Linked DNA regions of Rattus norvegicus: region 1 is linked to region 2. Evidence: chromatin contacts called from public Hi-C data. All regions are on one chromosome and are shown on one strand. The core of a region is the stretch at or near the end of the contact, and the rest is flanking DNA. Distances in the headings are between cores, read along the strand shown. Region 1 overlaps Mkln1 (muskelin 1). Region 2 has its middle 25 kb from the start of Trnad-auc.

Region 1 (3,327 bases), core at 133-2,632, 240 kb before region 2:
ACCTCGAGTCTTATCAGAGATTTTGGACTTGAATTTCTACCCCCTACAGGGCAACTCTTAAAGGCTTGGTCACGACTAGAATCACTATTTCAGTAGGTTCTAGGAACTTTAAGAGGTGGTTATAGCTAGAAGTAGGTCACTGAAGCAATGCTCTTAAGAGTAGTATCTTCTCTTAGTTCCTGTCTATCCTCCCTCCTTCCTTCCCTCTGCTTGATGGTCATCATGATGAACACCTCTAAAAATGTGAACCAAAATAAGTATTCTTCCCCTAAGCTATTTTTCTGAGGTATCTGGTAACAATGGCAGGAGATCAATGCAGAGTGACCAAGCACCATTCATTCCATCTTCCTCAGTCTTAGTATTTTATTTATAAAACTCTGTTGGGAGGTCCACCAGATTTAAGTTATATAAAAAAACATTCTGAAAGTTGTCAAAAATGAACATTTCTATTTTTAAAAAGAAAAAATGAACAAAAACAAACCTCCAGTTATCTTTCAGTTCCCAGACACAGTAACAACAGTATTACTGAACTGGACTCCAAACTAACCAATACCTGGAATCCCTTTGGCACTGTAAAACTATGAAACAATGACAATTATTTTAAACTACTAAAAATCTGTGTTATTTCATAACTATAAAATGATCCATTATCATTAATTTAATGGCATTGTTTCCTAAATGACATATAGTAATGTCCAGACACAGACTTTTACAGGAAGAAGAAATCAAATAATTTTCATCTGGCTTAAGATTATTTGCCAAGACCTCACTATAACAGCAATTAACCCCGTTAATTTCTGAAGCTTGTAGAGGGAGGACCACATAACTAAAATAGCAATAGCGATTGACCTTTTGTTTTATAGTACTTCTGAGCACCCTCTGGATAAGGTTACCCTGGTTCATTAACTTTAATAACCCTTCCTCTTAGGCTCTGAGTTCTCAATGTTCTTTCTGAAAAGCAGGTCTCTTTGTACACATAAACTCTCACAGCAAAGAAAGCCCACATTTCCACAACAGCCTCATTGATAGCTGAGCAAAATAATCTCTGGCACAGGGCAAGCATCCCAACAGAATTGAGCCAAGATGTCATTCCTGTTCATGGAAGCTTTGTAGCCCAACTGAAGCAATAGTACAGTGAAATGGATTCTGTAAAAACTTAATTTTTTTGATATATCCGAATGAAAGAGGCATAACAAAATTTTTAATTATATCACCTAATCACTTAAGTATCACAGAGATAAATCATCTAGAAACAAATACCAAAAAGTGTCACTAATGTATAAAAATAAAAAGGTTTAAACTATGAAGCTGTCTGGAAAGAACTATGGTAAGAAGTACAGTGTAGAAAGAAAGGAAAAGCATACATCTTAGCAGGGAATCTGGCCTACTGAGAATACATGCGCGCGCACGCGACACACACACACACACACACACACACACACACACAGTCCTGTAACAACATGCATGGATACCCTGAGGCAACACAATCTTCCTCCCACAGCAACCTTCTTCTCTTCATTTTCCCCTTAAAGGAATATAGGCTATCTAGCTATGCATTTCTCTTAGCACTCCAACAATATCTATTTGAAAGATTAAAGCACTGATTTGAATTCAAAAACCACAGAAAAGAAAGTTGGAATAGTCCCTTATCCTTAAAGAACTTACAATATGGTTGTGACTACAAAGGGTAAGTAAGTGACCACAGGGCAGAGTAGACCAAGTCCCGTGTGAAGGTAAAAAAAAAAAAAAAAAAAAACACAGCAGGGGTTCTTAAAGGGGAAGAGAACCTGGCTGAGGGACTCAGTGCAGATTTGTGGTAAGAGGAGCTTTGTCCTGGTAAGCAGAATGAGGCACAGGGAAGCTGTTCAAGCAAAGTAAAATGAGTAACAATGATGCGGAGACAGAGCACAACGACAGTGTTTTAAAGGCACAAACTCCAAAGTCAGGCTTCAATTTCCACTCTCTAACTACAGCTGTATGGCCGCCAACGTTCTTGAACCACTAGTTTCCTAATTTCAAAAATGTGATTTGGTTATCTTTCATAAAGACACAGTGAAGGCTAAACCAATACACTGCATTCAAAGAAGTTAAACTATGTAATGAATAAGTAAATTAAAGAAAATGTATAAAAAAATCAGGACACAAAGGTAGTAACCAGACAGGAAGTTTATAAAGACAAGCAGTGGCTAGTTCAAGTCAAGGTTCAACTATTAGGGCTTAAACTTAGTCCCACAAACACTGAAGGAACTACAGAAAAGTTTAAGCAGAGGGGTTAGGATCTGAACTTGCTCAGAACTGACTGAAAAGGAAGACATAGGGAATGAGAGAGATCGGTGGTGATATGATTAACGGCAGTCTATTTTCAAAATTTCAAGCCAATTTCATTTAAGGGACCACATCAGGCAATCACCAAACAATCCACACACTAGTATTTCACAAAAGTTACAATTAAACTATAATTCCTTAGTAGAAAGGATAAACCATTTAGTACTAGAACCAAACATACCATGGATCTACAGTGCTACAATCTACACACTGAACATGAATTAAAAATAAGGGAGGTATAGTAACACAAGTAAAGAATCTGGCTTTTCTACACCATGTGCACACATTTTTGTACAGTAAAATGGGTTTTACTTCAAGTGCTCGACTGCAGTAACTACCATTCACTCTTAGTAAATCAGACGGCTGATTGCATAAACCTCCACAAGATGGCACACTACAATTAAACAAGTTGCTCATTATGAAACTATAGACCGTACCAACTATGTTCTAATAGAGACAGCCAAAAAGTCACACACAAAGTCAAGTGTCAACAAGAAGGCAGGAGCCAGTGAAATGGCTCAGTGGATAAAGCCTGATGACCTGAGTTCACCTGACTATACAAAGTTGTCCTCTGACCTCCATATACACATTGTGACACTCACACCCACACACAAATCAAACATACACAATAGAAAAGGGCAGAATTATAGCCACATGAATGTCTGACTGTAGTTAACAACCCAAACTCCTCCTTATTCACTTCATTAAAAGCTTAAGGGAAACTGAGGTAGTTTTTTAAAGTGCTTTAATATAATTGCTACAGAGGTAGTTCAAGATTCAGGAAGTTACAGAAGAGAGCCTCTGTGACAACTCCCCATCAGCTTCTCTTGCACGTATCAAATAATGGGGATATGTTGCCCGAGTCTTATAATCTACTCAGAGAGCAATCATGGGATTTATAGTTTAAGTTCCTAAAATTCAGCAATAATTACACAGGAAGAATAAATAATCTAAACTGAGATGTTCTATGCTGAAAAGAATATACACGTCTTTTCACATAAC
Region 2 (3,536 bases), core at 43-2,542:
GGGAGCCCACGGCTACAAAACAAGTGAGTGAGAAGAGGTGGGAGAAAGAGAAACTACGCCACCACCTCCTCTGCAGCCGAGCGCACGCAGCAGCTTGGCGTGACAAGTGGGCGACGCCGGGGGCAGGGAGTGGGGGTCCTCCGCCCGCTCCGGGGACCCTGCCACCCACCGTGCGCAGAGCAACTTTTAACCGGCAGCCCCGCACCTGTCTCAGAGTCTCCATCGCTCCCTGCCACCATCCTGGGAAAATTCTAGAAGAATACGCTCTCGGAATCTACGTGCGCATCATTTTCCTCCTGGCTCCGGAGGAAGGAACCAGAAAAGAGAGCAAAGCGGCGCAGTGTTCAGCCTCAAGGTAAGTTCTTTAGGGTGGGGAAAACGGGTCCAGCAGGACTTGGGGACTGGATTGGGTGCTCGACTCCCACCTTGGGGGTGGAAAAGGCGTCCCCGCACTCCGGGTGAGGCAAATGGGTTGGCGCGTCATCCGAGCTATTTTCCCGGTGGACTCTTTTGACGTCCACCCTCGCACTCCCCGAGGCCCCCTTACCGCCCCCCGCAAGGGGCCTGCGGCTGCTGGCCAGGATGCTCAGCGGGCGAGCGAAGGAAGGTAGGGCTGCTGCGTGAAACGGGCATGTCGGAGCTATTTCGCCATGTTTGTGTTGCTAAGAGCACTTTTTTTCCCCTTTGCGGTGGCTTGATGCCACATGGCTCCTCCGGAGCTGCTGCCGGGTTGAGAGCGAGTGTTTTTTTTTTTTTTTTTTTCAATGTCCGCATTCCAGCTAATGTTGCGCAGATAAAATTCAAACTTGAGGTAAACAGACGAAGAGGAGGAGGAGGAGGGGAGGGACCGGCGGGGGGGTGGGGGGGGAGGGAGGACTGTTTCCATTTCGAGATCCCACCTCTTCACTCAGAGGAGACCAACATCCCGAACCTAGAGGCAACTCATGCATGGCTCCCACGCCCCCCCACCTCTGCCGTCAACGAGAAGTAAGGGCTGGGGGCGAGCGGTTGGGAGGGACGCGACGTTTTGGTTCTTGGGGGGTGCGGGGGGGAGAGGCAGCCCCTGGGAAGCCGGAGCTTTGACTTAAGCTATTATTTTGGCGGAGGGAAGAAGGATGAGTCCTCTTGTTCCAGATGAGGGGTGAGGGTGGGGGTGGGTAAAAAGGGGTGCTTGTCTCCCCTCTTTCTGTCACTACCTGATCGTGTTGCCTCACCCCCCCAACACAGGTTGCACCCACAGGCGAGGTGGGTGGGGCTTCGGGGTTCCAGAAGGCAGGTCACCTAGCAGGTGTGTAGGGTGGGCATTTGGATTTGGTAAGTCGCTTGGATTTGGTAGGAGACCGTGGGGGAGGCAAAGAGTGCGTAGGCAGAACCGAGTCTAACGCTTATGTATGGGGAGGGGGGTGCTTTTAAAACCAGTGGAGAAATATCAAGACAGCCCCCCCCCAAATATGTCTGTTTCAGCTCGCAGCGAAGCTGCTGCGTGAGTGGCGAGGACGAGGGCGAGCTTCGTCATGTGGCACACTGTAGGCTTCTGACAGCTTGGAGCCATCTACCCCCTCCCGCGCGCGCCCGGGGCGGAAGGTGTGGGTTGGGTGGTCCGAGGCGGGTGACGTCCGAGGCGGGGTGGGGACAAGACTTCGGAGCGCTTAGGTCCGCAGCCACGGCTCGCTCGGAACGGCGTGTCAGGGAGGAGGCGGCCACGTGAGGGGTCCGCAGCAGCTCGCGAGCTGAAGGCTGGGGGCGAAGTGCGTAGCAAGAGTCGTGACGGGGGTGACACGCAGCCGCCGTGGCCCCTGCTCACTGCCCACGCAGGGCCGCGCCGCGGGTGGGTGGGTGCGCACTCACGCGCCCGCTCCCCGGAGACCGTTTCCGGCTCAGGGCCGGGTAAACAGGGTGGTGCCCTCTGCCCTCCCGCCCCCGGCCGAGCGGAGGCGCGCGATCGTGGCGGACGGGCTGCGGTGGCGAGAGCGCGCGCGCGCCCCCGCCCGTCCCGCCTCCTCTGTTTTTGTTTTGATGGAGCCCGCGTGCAGCTGGCGCGTGTCGAGTCACGTGCCGCGGCCGCGAGAGGGGCTGGGCGCCGGCGAACAGGACGCGGGGGAGGGTCGCAGACCCTGAACAGTCTTGTCCGAAAACTACCGAGAGGTACAGTCTTGTGGGGCTGGTCGCAGTTGCACCCCAGGAGCAGTATTTGGGATCGTCGTCACAGCATCCCTGCCAGTCGGCTGTCCCCTCCACCCCTCCTCCTCCGGGCCGGAGACTCAACAGAGGGATCCAGCGGACCTCGCAGGTGTGTTATATCCCTGAACACAGAAGTACCCATCTGGCTCTTCATCCAGGCTGTACCGTGTAATCAACCCGAGAGCTTTAGAGTTAACCCCGATACCCACTCTCATAGTTAGGGAACTGAAATCCAAATAAGAGTCTGGACTGAGGGCCATTTTCTTCACCTCCTTCTTCTCCAGTGATTGTGACGCAGTTGGAATAAAAACTGATAGGTAGCCAGCTTGACAGGCTAGATAGTTGTTGAGTCATCTGTACTTACGCATCGAAGAGTGAAAAATAGCCACAATGGTTAACGTGTTGATCTATCACTAAATGGGGCCTTTAGGTGCCAGACAGGATGACTGCGCAAACATGGCGACAACCTGGAGGAGTAACAGTTTTTACATTTGGAGGAATGGAAGCACTGGAGGTTCTGGCAGAGGAGATGTTTGAGGACTCCCTGACTGGTGCTCATGGGAGCAGGTCCCAGAGTTTATATTTGAAATCATTACTTGGGACTGCTTGAGGGACCTTTCACCTTAGTGAACAGCCTAGGAACAGTGAACGTTAGCCTGAGGGCCTGAGTTTCTGTACGTGGATTTCTGTTGTTCCGGCTTTTGTTTGGACGGGAGAACCATTTGGTATAATGCCTTCAGGCTACCTGTTCTAGAAGTTTTCTGTGGAGGAAGGGGGCAGGGGGGGGCGCTCCTAGCAATTTGAAGTTAACAGGTGGATGGATTCCTCAGAATATCTTCATGTTTGTTGTCGTTTAACATACGCGTCCAGAGGGAGCACCTGTGTCCCACCAATGCTCAATAAATAAGGACGACATGGTGGGTCACAGTTTGGATGTGGACAAAGTTGCCCTCATTGGGTGCAGTGTCTGAAAAGTTCTGTCGTGAAAATTTTGGAGGAAGCACACACACTCTGGAATATAGAAGCTTTGCTTTTTACCGATGTCCCTTTTTCCTCCTTGGTCTGTTTCTCGTTTATGTGATCTTGGTGGGAACGGCGAGATGTGGGGGTTCCGGTACTTGTTTGGAAAATGTGCTTGCTGATAACCTAAGGCCATACCAAATAACACGTTAAAGTCAAGTTTCTCCCTAAACAGTTATAATTCTAATAATCTTGTGACCATTTGCTTTGTCATCGTCTTCTGTGGCCTAAAGAACTCTGAATATGCATACTAATGACTGCCACCAAATAACGTTTGGCTGCGTGGTGGGCACGGTAAGTATATTTGAGACCAAGGTTTAAAGGCTAGTGTTCAC

What was found. Hi-C and Micro-C count contacts between places; a contact is called where the count stands out from the background.
Region 1: a contact with region 2 is called in a Hi-C map of Schwann cells, with 7 times the contacts expected there. The contact joins two enhancer-like sites. A contact is called at or near these places in 4 of 12 Hi-C or Micro-C datasets (Schwann cells, frontal cortex, hepatocytes and 1 more) and 1 of 1 datasets of contacts at active chromatin or transcription factors (oligodendrocytes).

The regions. Positions count from the first base shown.
Region 1 is chr4:61,019,341-61,022,667 of GRCr8, reverse strand. All of the region lies in intron 8 of Mkln1 (muskelin 1), which reads right to left. Among named protein-coding and RNA genes, the nearest start is that of Mkln1, 51 kb to the right of the region's middle. Within about 2 kb of position 1,382, at least 39 of the 93 cell types and tissues checked have an H3K27ac peak or open chromatin away from gene starts, as enhancers often do.
Region 2 is chr4:60,777,802-60,781,337 of GRCr8, reverse strand. No RefSeq gene overlaps it. Among named protein-coding and RNA genes, the nearest start is that of Trnad-auc, 25 kb to the right of the region's middle. Within about 2 kb of position 1,292, at least 87 of the 93 cell types and tissues checked have an H3K27ac peak or open chromatin away from gene starts, as enhancers often do.